2 separate regions of the Cricetulus griseus genome follow, and region 1 is linked to region 2. The links are chromatin contacts, called in public Hi-C maps. All regions are on one chromosome and are shown on one strand. The core of a region is the stretch at or near the end of the contact, and the rest is flanking DNA. Distances in the headings are between cores, read along the strand shown.

The links. Hi-C and Micro-C count contacts between places; a contact is called where the count stands out from the background.
Region 1: a contact with region 2 is called in a Hi-C map of the CHO-K1 cell line, with 3 times the contacts expected there. The contact joins the enhancer-like site here to the promoter of Smco4 in region 2. A contact is called at or near these places in 2 of 8 Hi-C or Micro-C datasets (both in the CHO-K1 cell line).

What each region holds. Positions count from the first base shown.
Region 1 is chr4:129,084,787-129,092,366 of CriGri-PICRH-1.0, reverse strand. It overlaps Deup1 (deuterosome assembly protein 1), which reads left to right. Exons shown (of 12, transcript XM_027410861.2): 4 at 308-421; 5 at 1,704-1,946. Among named protein-coding and RNA genes, the nearest start is that of Deup1, 15 kb to the left of the region's middle. Within about 2 kb of position 1,821, at least 3 of the 6 cell types and tissues checked have open chromatin away from gene starts, as enhancers often do. A contact at or near this core is called in the CHO-K1 cell line, where this site is marked.
Region 2 is chr4:128,980,050-128,986,844 of CriGri-PICRH-1.0, reverse strand. It overlaps Smco4 (single-pass membrane and coiled-coil domain-containing protein 4), which reads right to left and starts at 3,474. Exons shown (of 3, transcript XM_027410873.2): 1 at 3,341-3,474.

The sequences.
Region 1 (7,580 bases), core at 572-3,071, 110 kb before region 2:
ACACGGGGTGTGTGAAACAGTTGAATGTGTGTTTAGACTTGGACAGCATCACCAAGGCATCTCATTAAGAATATGCCAATCCCAAATCTGAAACAAAACTCCCCTGTTCCAAGTGATTCAGATGTAGGACACAGAGCCTGTAATAATCAATTAATGTGTAATTCCATCATTTTCTTGTTTACTTTCCTAATAGGTAAAGAATAGACATTTTTTCTCATAATGAAGATACACAAAGGAAAGAAACTCTGTTCGCTGTACTTTTAGTGTATAATAATTTTGTTTATTTCCCTCTTCCCTCTTCTAAAAGGAGTTTAGAACAAAGTCAAGGGAATGGGACAAACAAGAGATCCTCTATCAGACTCACCTAGTATCTTTGGATGCTCAACAGAAATTACTATCTGAAAAATGTAATCAATTCCAGGTAAAATGAAATTTTATTATTATTACTATTAAATTATATTGTCTAAATTGGAAAATACAATTAGAAGTTAATTGCTGCCATCCTTGTATTCAATAATCTACTTACTCATGGAAGTGTGAACTGAGGGATAGCAGTCATCTTGGGTCTAATGTCAGCACAGTCATGTGCATGAGCACTTTGTGACCATGATTTTAGTCTCTGTGTCTCAAAGTCTGGTGTTGTTATGTCTTTAGACAACATATGCTTCCAGGTAGTTTGGACAATCCCTGTGTAAGCATTACAGCTCAGATGGAAAGGTATCCTGGCAGCCAACACCGAACAACAAACCTCACACAAGAGATTTATTGAGAGGAAAAAAATCAGAAGGGTGGCTACCTCTGCTTGGGAGAGAAATAGCAGTAAACTGAACAGGATACAGGGCTTATATAGAGAGAGTTTCTTGGGAAGAGGGGGGAACTTTTCAGGGTGGAGTTTTCCAGGGTGGAGATTGGTGAGATTTCATGTCCAGAGATTGGGCTTTGTTACTCTGTAGGGTGGGGTCAGGGTCCAGCAGTTAGGACAGTTAGAGTGTTCTGTGGGTGGAACCTGGCAGTTAGAAGTCCTTGGGGGAGAGGTCTGATTGGTTCAATGGGCTTACACCCTGCACTTGGGGGCCAAAGGCAGGAGAGGAGGCTCATGAGTTTGAGGCAAGCCTGCCTCGCATAGTAGGAATCTGACTCACCAAAAACGAACAAAACACAAAACAAAGTTTATGTCTGTATGGTTTGTTTCACATGTCCTTACCCCCCTGTGTGACTGAGCATGTCCTGATGCACTTGTTAGCATTGTTCCCCCACGCTCTGTGCATTTGGTTTGTGTCACTTGCTTTTCCTATCAAAACATAGAGGTTTTGCACATTAGGAATTACTAAAACCAGTTATGTGTTAGCAACTGTTGTTTTTTTGTTGTTTTTTTTTTCCTCAATCTGTTTCTGGTCTTTATTTCTTTACCATAGAGACATTTTCAACTATTATGTAATTGAATCAATATTTTTCTTTTATTATAGCTTCTAGATTGTCTTTGTTGATTAATGAGATCTGTCCTCCTCCAGACCCCTTCCCTGCTCCAAAGTTATGCAAATGCATCTTTTCTTCACATCATCTGAAATTGAAGTTATAAACAAGCATAACACTGTACTGTATAGGCCAAGCTTAATACTAAAAGATATCTTTACTAATTCTCTTACTTCTTTGCCTGTATGGAAGCCTAAATAATCAATTTATGGAGTTATCATATTTCTCAGAAACAGGCACAAAATTACCAAACTCAGCTAAATGGTAAGAAGCAATGCCCAGAGGACATCAGCCCTGAGAACCCTCACATGATGTGTGACTCAGATCCTGGCTGTGAGGCAAGCCAAAGAGATGAGTTCATTATTGAAAAGTTAAAATCGGCTGTGAGTGAAATAGCACTGAGCAGGAACAAGTTACAGGATGAAAACCAGAAGCTTCTGCAAGAACTGAAGATGTGCCAGAGGCAGTGCCAGGTGAGGGTCCATGCTTTCAGCTTCATTTCCAGCTATTGATGAGCTACACAGATGCCAGCTGATACGGACAGTTTTATGACAGATTTCTACTACTGCACTGTCAACTCAGGTCAGAGCTCCCTCCATAAGTAATTCTCACCTGAGTAAATTCAGTAATCTCATGGGTATCTTAGCCTCTGGAGTTTTTTAATAGCACAGTGACAATGTGTATTATCACCCGTGCATCGGAACAGCCGTCAAAAACCTTTGTGCCTAAAAACCATACCCCAGTGGCCACCCACCTTCTTCCCCTCCAGGCTTATATTCAGGGTTAGACTTTGGTGAGAGGCATGGAGCTACTCTTTGATTTAGCACTGGGAGCTCTCCATGCTAGTCCACTTCCCACCATTGTAGCCAAAGCACTCTGGGTAAACCATGAAGATTAAAGGTTCCTTTAGGTTCATGGTTTGGGAATGGCCTGTGGTGGGGCACAACATCATGATAGGAGATCAGGGTAAACTAAAACCTCATGGCCCATGGCAAAGGGGAAGGAGGACAGGCTGGAAGTCCAATGGACCCCATTTCCCAAAGCTTCAACCTCCTGGCTCATACAAACTCTTTGGAGAATAAGGCAATAGCACGCAAGCCTTTGGCCCACCAATGGATCATCACACTTGGTCATAAACCCCTGCAGAACGGTCTTCTGGAACTGAAGGTTGTGGTGACACTGTCGGATTTATAGACTGGTAAGTATGTACCCAGTTTTGTCTTCCTTAAGCCATTTTTTGTTTTCTTTCTACTTTTTGCAATGAGCAGGGAGATTTAGTAACAGCACCCTTCAAAACCAGCTCTTATTATCCCGTAATCATTTCTTACCCATGTGAATTCAGACACTTGAAACTTCCTTACCAGTCTTTCTCTGCTTCTAGTCCTCCTTTCCCACCTCCAGATGTTTCTACCATTGTCTTCATTCAGCTAACCCATCACTCAGCTCCCCTCATTCTCCCCATCCTAAAGCTCACTACCTAAGCAGACCTGATTCTCTGAGATACTCTGCTCTTCAACTCTCAGGAACATTTCCTAGTCTTGGGCCAGCCCCTTCTTCCCCACACTGCAGTGTCACCTAAAGAACTGTCCTGAAACATCTGCATCACATCTGCTCTCCCCCATGCCCTCTTCCTCTGCATTTGGGAGGGGACAGATCACAAGGCTCCCACATTCTCTTCCCCAGTGATATTTCTAAGAGACCTGCATCTCCCCCATCTTAAACTCCAGTTTTGTCTGGAGAAAGGCATTATTCTAACATTAATTTGAATACGGATATAAACAAACAAACCAGATTGAACTGAAAATACTAGACACTGAAGAAGCCAGGCATCCTCCAGATGTAGGACAGGTGTGATGGCATCTTCCCTGGTTCTGTCATAGTTTAAGATTAATCATTGTCTTCCTGGAGGTTGGCCAGGGTCTCCTAGTATTCAGTTTACTAGTTACCCACCTGCCTGTGAGGGCTATTTGCAAAACTGCTGGTTTTCTCTCAGCAGGATTCTCTCCTTCTCTGGGATGGGACACTGGACCTACCTTCTGTTTAAAGTCAATGTGAGCATACATTTCACTGCTGTTTTCACAGGTGAAACCTGTGCCAGATCACACTCAGTGATTAAGCAGATTATCTTTATAGGTCCTTCCAAAACCTTCTGCTCTGGGCTTCAGTTCACACTGCATGGACTGAAGAACTTTGTGTTTTGTCTCTACTTGGGGCCTTTTTGGCTCTGATCCCTGCAAGTCTGTTCCCCAAAGTGCTTGCTGAGTGGGTTGGGACAGACTTAAGGATCCACAGAGCTTTGCTAGCTAGACTGTCTTGCTGGATAGTGAGCTCCATGTTTGGTGAAAGACCCTGTCTCCCTTTCTCAATAAAATAAAACAAAGTGGAGAGCAATAGAATATACCCAGGGTCCATCTCTGTCCTCCTTACATACCCATGTGCACTCACATACCACAGACATGAGCTTGTGCATGTGCACACACATACACACATATAAGTTACAGGTATTAAAAAAGCAAACCTAGTGATTGTGGAACATGCTCAAGAGGAAAAAAATCTGTTGTCCTAATAAAAATATTTTTGAAAATTGAAAAGTAACTTGGTTCAAAAGTTTCACGATTTCTCTTTGGAAAAAGCACCAAGTCCCCTGCTTTTTTCCCTCCTCCCCGTGTTTCATTTCCTGCTGACACTTATGACCTGTCCTTTTCAGTGAATGCTGAGAATTCCTTGTTTAAGCTTTCCAGTTAATTTGAAGGTTTAAAATCAGTGCTCCTTTCAGAGCATTAGACAAGTTCCCAACTAAACAGATGGGCCTTAGATTTGTTTTACAAAATTTGCATTTTATCAATTAAGGATTAGTAGAGGTAAATAATACTGGAACCATAATAGGCATTTGTGAAAAAATTTGTCCTCTCCTTTTAGCCACCTGACAGAATGTTCCACATCTTGCATATAAATGCAAAAAGACAACTATCCCTATTTAAATTGCTGTCATTTAATATGTCGCAGATGCCAGCTGTGTCTGCATCTTCTCCAGGCACATCATTTGTCTTTCTGCAACCCTGAAATGTGTCAGCACACATATCCCACTGCTCATGTTTATTTACTATCCTACACACCCCTCCTGTTTTTAAATGTGCAAGATTCTCCATTCAAGATTAATGACAAAAATCAGTGGTTCTGCCTCTTTCAAACATCTATGCTGGCAAAGTTAACTTCTCATTTGCTTGTTAAGACACTTCTAAGAACTAGAGCAACACTGTCCAAGAAAAATATAATCCAGCTGTCGGTCTAATTTAAACTCTGGAGTGTTTGTTACTGCTTTTTGTTCTGTTTCATTATTTTGATATTTGAGACAGGGTCTCGTGTAGCCCAGGCTGCTTTCAAACTCACTATACAGCCAAGGTGACCTTGAACTTTTCATCCTCCCCTTCCTGAACTGGGAGTTTGGGTGTGTATTAGCACACTCGGGATTTGCAGCACTAAGGACAGAACCCAGGACTTCATGCACACTAGATAAAGCACGGTCCCACCCGAGCTCCATCCCCAACCTGGGTTTAAAATCTTCTTGTAGTCACATTAAAGAACTAGAGGGAAATAAGTAAATTTATTGTAAATAGTATGTTTATTCAAACCAATACATGTGTATATCAAAACACTGTCGTTTAAAACATGAACAAAATGTAAAAGTTATTAATGAGATCTTATAGTTTTCACACTAAGTCATCAAAAATCTGTGTCTATATTACACCGACAACATACCTACATCTCAGTGCTAAATGCCTGCTCTATATTTGGGATTCATAAAATATCAAAATTAAAGGGAGCTTCCAGTGCTGAAATTGTTGCAGACACGCTTGAAACTTTCCCAGCAACAAAATCATTTTCCCAGATAGCTGACACATGCACAAATAATTGATTTGACTTTCATGCAAAACTGTATCAATTTCAAAGCTACCTCCTAGTTTTAAACATCCATTAATTCTCATGTCAACTTGGGCTTATTGAATTCAAAGCAAGAAGATAATTCTAGACTTACCAATATCAACAAATCCTTCCAGTTGTCCTTATACTTTTGCAGCCAGTTTACATCATACTGTCAACCACAATCTAATTGCCTATTTATCTGTCATTATTTCCAACATGTACAATGTACATCTTAATTTACATTCATGCACCTGTGGTGCTGGACCATTACACTTCATGTTTCTCCTGGATACTCATCTGTTTTCTATAAACAGAACAAACCACTCCTGTCACCCTGACACCACAAGTCACCAGCCTAGAGTTGGGGCTTCCCCACTTCAAGTTCTATGGTAGGAATTCCACCAAGCAGAAAGCCCGGGCTGCCCCTTCTTCACCTGTATATCATAACAGGTAGCTTTTGCATTACGGTAAATTGCTTTCCTACTGTATAATTAATTGTTTCACGTCTCTTTAGTTTTTGAAATTTTAACTCTACCTGAAAAATCCCCACTCTTTAAAGCAGATAATACCTAAACCAATCTCATAAGACATCATTTTGAACCTGTTTTTAAACTTATTTCTGAATCACCAGGAATGTGAGTGGCTAAGTATTGTGATCAGCCCCTCCCAAACCCTGGCCCTTGGGAAAGACATGTAATTGAAGGCTTTTGCTTTAAGAAAACTTCCTGAGAACTGCAACCATTTAAGTAGAATCATTGCTCATGATTGCCAAAAAGTAGAGCTAACCCGCAGTGTGTACTGATGAACAGAAACTCAGGATATGGTACATCCATGTAACAGGATATACTTCAGGCAGAAACAAAAACAGATGAACCTTGGAAATTTGCTGAGGGTAAGAAACCAGCTGCAGGAGCCACTTCCTGTGGAATACCCTCTGATTCCTAGGGAACTGCCAGCATGGCTGCAGAAGATCCTCCAACAGGCTGTGGTGTGCCTGAAATGGGCACACAGCACCACCATAGAACTTGAGATGGGAAAGCCCCAAGTCTAGACTGCTGACCTGTGGTCCTAGTGTGTGCTCTGGGGCACAGATGCTAATCTCCCTCAGAGAGTTCACCATCCTGGACAAAGACAAAGAACAAATGACCAAACCACATCAATGCGGTCACCCTGTGTGCCAATCTGAAGCCCTAAAGGCTAAACAAAGTACAAAGTGTGACCTTTAATCAACACTGGTGCTTTCTGGTTAATAAAATACTAAGCAAATGACAGATAATCACATGACCAAGGCCATAAGCCAGCCAGTGTACTTGTGTGAATCCCCACTCCTGATGCCTCCTCCCTTCCACCAACAGACAGCCAGGCTCTGAAGCTCCCCATACCCAAAGGCAGAAACTTACCTCCACCCATCCTCCTTCCCTCTTGATACTGATTTCTCACTGTGCCTTGGCTTCTCCCACCCACCTGCTGAGGATCCCTGTCCATGCAATTGCCCTTTCTCTCCAGTACAGATCCTCTGCTTCACTTCTGAACTTCTCAGGCCTCTTGTGGAGCCACGGTATTCCTAGATGCTTCAGCATTGACTGCCGTGGGGAAAGAGATGAATGAGGTTCCTAAGTCATCGTGTTGCCAGCTTTGCCAGGAAAGCAGGTTTATGGCCTTGGTCATTCGATTATCTGTCATTTGCTTAGTATTTTATTAACCAGAAAGCACCAGTGTTGATTAGAGTTCTCACTTTGTACTTTATTCAGCCTTCAGGGCTTCAGATTGGCACACAGGGTGACCGCATTGATGTGGTTTGGTCATTTGTTGTCTTTATCCAGGAAGGTGAACTCTCTAAAGGCGATTAGTATCTGTGCCCCAGAGCACATACTAGGAGCTCGGCGAGGATTTGTCCAGAGAGTGAAAGGAATTCTGTAAGACAAAGCAAGCAAACGAGGAAAAAATGCTTCATTTAAAATTAAGCACATTGATTTATTGGTGCTAATTTTTAATTATTTGACAGTTTCATACATGTGGTGAATTTTAGTCATTTTCACCCACCATTACCTTCTCTCAGGCCCTTCATCCCTCACTGTATCTCTCCTTCTTCCTAACAAGCCCTCTTGGTACTTTCATGTGTGAGTGTGTGTGAGAGAGTATAGTATGTATGTGAGAGTCATCTCCACAGTGTTCATGCCACT
Region 2 (6,795 bases), core at 2,225-4,724:
CATCACCATATCTGTGACAGCATGACCAGACTTTCATATCTGCAACATACATGTGTCTGTAAGTCATCAGTACACATGCTTTGTGGATTATGAGATGGGCCTCTCGGTATGTTGTCCAGATCACGTCATGACATCTTAGCTCTCCAAGAGTGACCAACTCCATGGCTGTCCGCAGCCTAGTATCGTATACCATCCTCTTTATTTCCTCACCACTCCTGCACAATCAGTGAGCAAGAATTAACCCACAAGAACAGAGAGAGGGCAGAGGCAAACTCTAAGATGTAAAAACTGGGCTATTAAATGTACAAGAAACCAAAATGAACTCATTACTAAAACAACGTAAGAATGGGGAAAGAACAGGTTAAAATATAAATTCCTGGGATGCTTTGGATCTCATTTGTTTCAAAAATTTAGAAGGGTGACATTTCAAAGACTCACAATAGAGACATTTCGATGGTTTAAAAACTATTTTTTAATAAATATCTTCAGGGAATTAGGAGGTACTTTTATAGACTGACTATATCCTAATAAAAATCCTGGCATCCATCACAACAAACACCCTCTTGGAATTTAATTTCCTTTTCGGCACACAACTAACTACAGAAATTCACTGATGCTGCCACTAAGGCCAGTCACAATCTGCCTGGAGTGCAAAACATCAAGGCCCCAGCAGAGGGGCTGGAGGACTGGGTGGAAAGTGCTTCCACACCTACTGTCAGCCAGATTCAGGTCCTCCATGGCCTCTTGCCCATGCCTTCTCATATATTCAACCACTTTCAGGGCCCCCAGAAGCTCCCAAATTCAGTTATCTTTTCCTTGACCAAAAAAAGAACACAAATCCAGAAACTAAGCAAACCACCTCCATCTCCCAACACAGGACCAACCCTTTCTGGCTTCTGATTTTGTTCAGTTCCTTCTTGAACCCATGCATAGCCCAAGGCCCTGGGATGTGCTCTGTGTGTGCTGGGACTGGTGTGGGAGGCAGGAGCTGGAGGAATTATTCATAAGGACAAAAATGTACTTTAAAAAGCCTTTCTCCCCTGAGGACAATTCCTACTGGAAGACTTAATCAATCCCATTATCTGGAGTGCCTGAGCGAGGAGAGAGGAGGGGCCAGCCTTCCCTACAGGTGAGGGAAGGCAGCATGGCTCCTTTCACACCAGCAGATCTCAGGCCAGAGGTGAGGCCAAGGGCTCAGTCAGGACTTATACTATACTCCCAAGATCCACTTCACAGGCGGCTCCCAGTGTCCTCCAGTGCTCATGGTCCAACATCCTGAGTAAGACAGCATGTTGATTTTCAGGTGTGTGATATCACTTAGAGATGGCAACCTTTTATACCTATAATTGCTTTCCCATCACTACCAAAGGCTTTGCTTTCTCACCCGTGAACCAAGCCTAAAAAGCATCAGGGGCCAAATGGTAACTATGCTGAAAACATGATTTTTGTTAATTTAGCGTCTCTGTTAAAGTCATATTCACACATGCACACACTGCTCATATCTTAAGGGCTGGGTGGAATTAGTCAAGCCCTTATGTGTTTAAGATACCATTTTACACTATCTTAATAGTTACTGCCACTCCCAAGAAACTAGCCAAACATGTGGATTTGGAAGCTGGGAGTGCAAGTGGACAGGAGAACATTAATAAGCTGGTTAGTCCTGGTTACCGGGATTCTGTGACTGCCCTCAGCACCCAAAAATTGTTTTCCCCAAGTTCAGGAGAGGGGTTGCCCTAGGTTTGACTGGGAAATGAAATGGTGTAGACACAGCATACACTGCTACTGGAAGCTATTTTTAACAGCTGCACCCAGGCATACCGCATGCCTATTTATTTACTACTTTCACTTGAAAGAAATCAGCTTAGTTCAGAAACACCACATGCAATAGGACATCAGCCCCACCACTTCTAAGCTGGAATAGAAGATACAGCAGGGTTGCAGTTGCTCAAGGCTCAGTCAAACAGGATAATGAGATCCGGACATGTCCTTGAGGGAGGGCTCCATCAAGCCAACTGAGCGACCACCCCAGACTTGAAGCTAAGAAAAGAAACCATTCATGCCCATGGGTAATATGTTCAGCATGTTATCAGCTTTAGGAGCAGTTTTACAGCAAAAACAAATGGGCAGCCCAGAGCAGCCACTGCCTGCATGAGCACAGCACTCACAATGTACAACTACTATCAATAATTACTTTTTTGCTTTGTGTGGTCAATCTTTTTAGCTTCTGCTTCCCTTTAACAGTATCCTAATTTCTTCCTGAGAGCAAGTAGAAACAAACATATGTGCACACAGGAACCTGCAAGTCAGACAAGGCTTCAGTGTCCCTCAGAAACCTATTTCTGCCTCTTAGAAATTATCTGGCTTTTTACTCCTATTGCACAGGTAACAACATTGAGGTCCAGAGGGCTCACCCAAGGTCATGTCCTACTGACACACTGAGATTCTCCCAAGGACTCAAGAGGCCCCTGGCCTGGGCCCACAGCTGTGTGCTGCTGCACTGGACTGGGCATAGAGGTGTCTTGAATACTAAGTTTATTTGGGGGTGGGGGTGGGGGTCATCTGGTTCATCAAAGGGCACCACAAAGGTTGTTCTAATAACTCATGGGCATCCGCTGAAACCTTATTTGGGAAGTATCCAACGACCGAAAAGCAGAAGCCATGTCCACACACTATGCCTGGATGTGCTGTGTGGCTTTTTGGGCAGCTGCTGGCCCAGCCCCGGGAATCTCTTAAACGCTAGGGGGCCCAGACTTTCGCAGCATTGAGCAGGGAATGAGAGGGTGGGTGGGTGTGCGTGCTTCATGCGGTCCCATCCCAGTCTCCTCAGAACACCCTACACATACCGTTCACTCCGCGGCCCGCTCAACTTCCCCAAGACAAACGCACCGCAGTGTGAGGTGAATGAGGCACCGGGAGGGGCGGTTCTGGAGCCCGCGACGCAGGAAACCACGCTCAGTTCCTGCCCCACGGGGGCCCCGGACGCCACGAGGGGCCCCCAACTCTGGGCCGGGCCCCCTGGGCCGCAGCGGGGATAGAGGCCAGTTCGTCCCCGCCGCCTTCCTGGGTTCCCCGGCCGCCCGCCGCCACCTGCAAACACGCGCCCCTCTGCGGGCCGCGCGTGTGTCCGCGGGGGGCCTCGGCCGCCCGTGCCGCACTTCCCGCCCGGTCCCCGAGGCCAGCGAGCCGCCCCAACTTTTTCCCGGCCCGGCCTGGAAGGCGCGGCGGGGAGCGCAGAGCCGTCCCGCCCGCCAGCGCGCGCCACCCGCGGCGCCCCGGCCTCCCGCACCGCGCACCGAAGCCCCGCTCGGAGCCGCGCGGTCCCCGCAGCCCCCGCGCCCACCTGCCGCCGCCGCGCACGGCCGGGTACGTGGCAGGGGCCGCCGCTCGCCCGCCTCGCCTCTGCTCGCGCCTCGCGGGCGGCTCCAGGGCGCGGGACCGCGGCGCCAGGCGCCCTCTGCCGCCGGGAAGCCGAATCCTGCGCCCTAACCCTAACGCGGGCCGGGCCACGCGGCACCCTGCACCCCGCGGGCGCCCCGCAGGCCTGAATGCCTGGCCCGCCGCCAGATGCAGACGCACGCGTGGCTGGCTGGCAGGCCCAGCGGAGGCGGCCAAGCCTGACGCACCCTGAGTCTAGGAACCAGTGAAGGGGAGGCGGGGGTCTGTCTTGCAAAAGCGAAGTGCTTTATTGCATGGTCAACTGCCAACAGGCCAGGTACACCCAGACGCACCTCCGCCATTGTTGAGGAAGAAGGGAAGGTTTAGGGGGTTGGGAGTATGTTCTACATGGAGAGTTGAGCTTGTCCTGCCAAGCGGTCTGTGAACAGAGGCGCTGGATTCCTCGCGTGGCCACCCTTGCGGAACTGTGTTCAGGTGGTCCTTGGGTACATTCAAGAAGCTGCACAGTTTTATATCTGGTGCAGGTCAGTGCCTGATGGCGGAAGTTTGTCCTGTGTTTGTGCCTGGGGTTTATGAGGAAGCAAAATAAAAACACAGATCTTCCCCTGCCATCCAAGTAGATTTTCACAAGGGGATGCTCCGATGAGCGTTTGTTTCTTGTAAATTATACATGTGCCCACATGTTCAGCTTATAAACAAAATGGGATTTCTTGCTCCTTATCTCATCAGTATTAAAGCCCCACAAGGCCCTAAGCTAAATGTTACTAAGGACGTGTGGACAAACACACAGTGGTTTAAATCAACCACTTAAAAGTTGAACCATCTCAGGAAAGCTAATCTCCTTTTCCCAAAAAAGAACTTATCTATATCATGAAACCTACTTTCTAGTGTTGTGGTTTGAAGATCCACAGAGATCATGCCTCCCGCTTAGTATAGCCGTGGTGCTTATTTGTTCTATTACTGGTCTATCAAAGGATGGACACACATAGGAATAAGAAAGCTACTTTGGGGTCTAAGGTGATTCAGTGAAGTACCAGCCACCCAAGCATTAGGGTCAAGTTCTGGTCCTTGCACCCCATAAATGCTGGGGATAATGTTCTCTCCTCTCTTTCTGTCTCTCTGTGTGTGTGTGTTCTCTCCTCTCTCTCTCTCTCTCTCTCTCTCTCTCTCTCTCTCTCTCTCTCCCTCCCTCCTCCCTCCCCCCTCCCTCCCTCCTCTCTCTCTCTCTCTCTCTCTCTCTCTCTTTCTCTCTCTCCCCCTAAAAGGCTGAGCTCTTAGGTTCCATGAGAGACCCTTTCACAAAAAGCAAGTCTCAACCATAGAGGAAAGACCACTGGTGTTGACCTTTGACCTCCACATGTACTTGCAGACACACAGGGACACAGGCAGAAAATAAAGGCCATTTTATGGTTAATTTTTATTTACATGTATGTATGTGTTCTCCGAGGAGGCCAGAAGAGGGCACCAGATCATCCCCTGGAGTTTCAGTTACAGGAGGTTCTGAGCCATTTTGAAGGTGCTGGAACTAAAACTTGAGTCCCCTGGAGAACAGCAAGTGCTCTTAACTTTTGTGCTATCTCTTTAGCCCCTAAAAAGACTATATTTTTTTCTTTTGAGAACATCTTTGCATTGTTTTGTTATTGTTGTTTGTTTTGTTTTGTTGGTTTATTTGTTTGTTTGTTTGTTTTTTCTTTTTTTTCCAAAACAGGGTTTCTCTGTGCAGCCTTAGCTGTCCTGGGACTCTCACTGTAGACCAGGCGGGTCACTATCTCTGCCTCCTTGGTGCTGGAATTAAAGGTGTGTCACCACCACTTTAAGGACTTCCTTAAAGCCCAGGGCGGTGGCTCTGTCACCTGACTAGCAAAGACAACCCTGGGAGCAAGGCCACTCTTATGTGGTAACACATTTATTAGTTTATTAAGAGCTGTGGCTCTTGCACAAGATTTCTCCAGAGCTTCCATGACCAGTCCTTTAAGAAGGAATGACAGAAAAACCCTGTCTTGAAAAACAAAAACAAAAAAGAAGGAATGACCAGTCTATAAGTCAATCTCTAGAGCACACAGGTGTTTCATAAAAAACGTTATCAGTGTAGTTACCAAGCATTGTAAGCATTACAGCAGGTAGGATAGGAAGGGATTCTGGCACTCAGGAGCCACAGAATACTGGGTGTTACAGCTGAGACGGGAAACAGTAAGCATAGCAGCTTACAGCCCTGCTCCAGGGAAAGGCTTCCCCAGTGTAACAGCTCTGCTCCAGCAGGGGAGGGCTTCCCTGTAGAAGTTGTTACAGTTCAGCGCAGGTCCTGTGAGGTGTGGAGTGAAACATAAAAGCGCCACTTTGCTAGGGGAAGGTTTACCCCCAAAAGTGTTACAGCCCTGCTCTGCTCCTCCCAGGCTCCCTCCCTGCTCCAGAGAGATCTATTGGGAGAAAAGAGTCCAGGAGAGTGGCTGACTCTGCCAGGGTGGAAAGAGCGCCAAACAGGCACAGAGCTTTTATAGGGCTTCTTAGGGGCAGAGTTTTCTGGGGAGAAGATTTCCAGGGTGGGGATTGGTCAGATTTCAGTCCCTGAGTCCCTTGTGTCAAGGACTGGTTGGTTTTCTGCTCAGATTCAGGGTAAGATTTGGCTCTGGTTTCAGGGCCAAAGTGTGTTTCTTTCACTGGGTCTTTTTAACCTGTTGGCTCTAATTTCAGGGTCAGGGTGCATTTCTTTGGCTCTGGTTGTAGGGCCAAAGTGTGTTTCTTTTGGCTCTGCTCAGGTGTGTTTCTTTGGATGGCCCTTTTTCCCTACAAGCATATTGGATGCATCTATTTAGTGTTGTGGGTCAGAGAAACAATCGTATGAGGTAAAAAATTCTTGTCCTCAAGTTTGGTTCTGGCAGGCCTCCATCTAGGACAGAAGGAATGACATGCAGTTCTATATGAAGTCAGTAAGCTTCAAGGTCCAGTCTGAAGCACTTTTTCCTCTAAATGTGATGAATATAACTTCCTGAGGCCACTGCTCTTAAGGAGAATACTCCAGAGTCCCTTTGTTTGGTAAGCACCTGTTTTGCATCTAGTGAAAGGGCTCTCACTGAGGTGTTAGAGTTGCCACTGCTCACCCAGCACTCCCCTGACTTGAAGGAAGCATGCTCATCCTGACATGGTCCCCTCCCGTGCTGACCATGTGACCCACTGATCTTATCAGCTGATTGCTTGATCCTTACTGCTTCTCTTTGAGGTGCTGTCCTCCTAAGATTGCCACAAAGAAACCTAGTCTAACCTCTACAAATATGAAAGACCCCAAGGACAGAAGAACTGTGCAGCACAGCCTCATCCTCACCCGAGTGAGACTTGGGCAAAGCCAGCCACAAGGAACCCAGGATTTCAAAACGTAAAATGGTCCTGGTTTAATTCATTAGG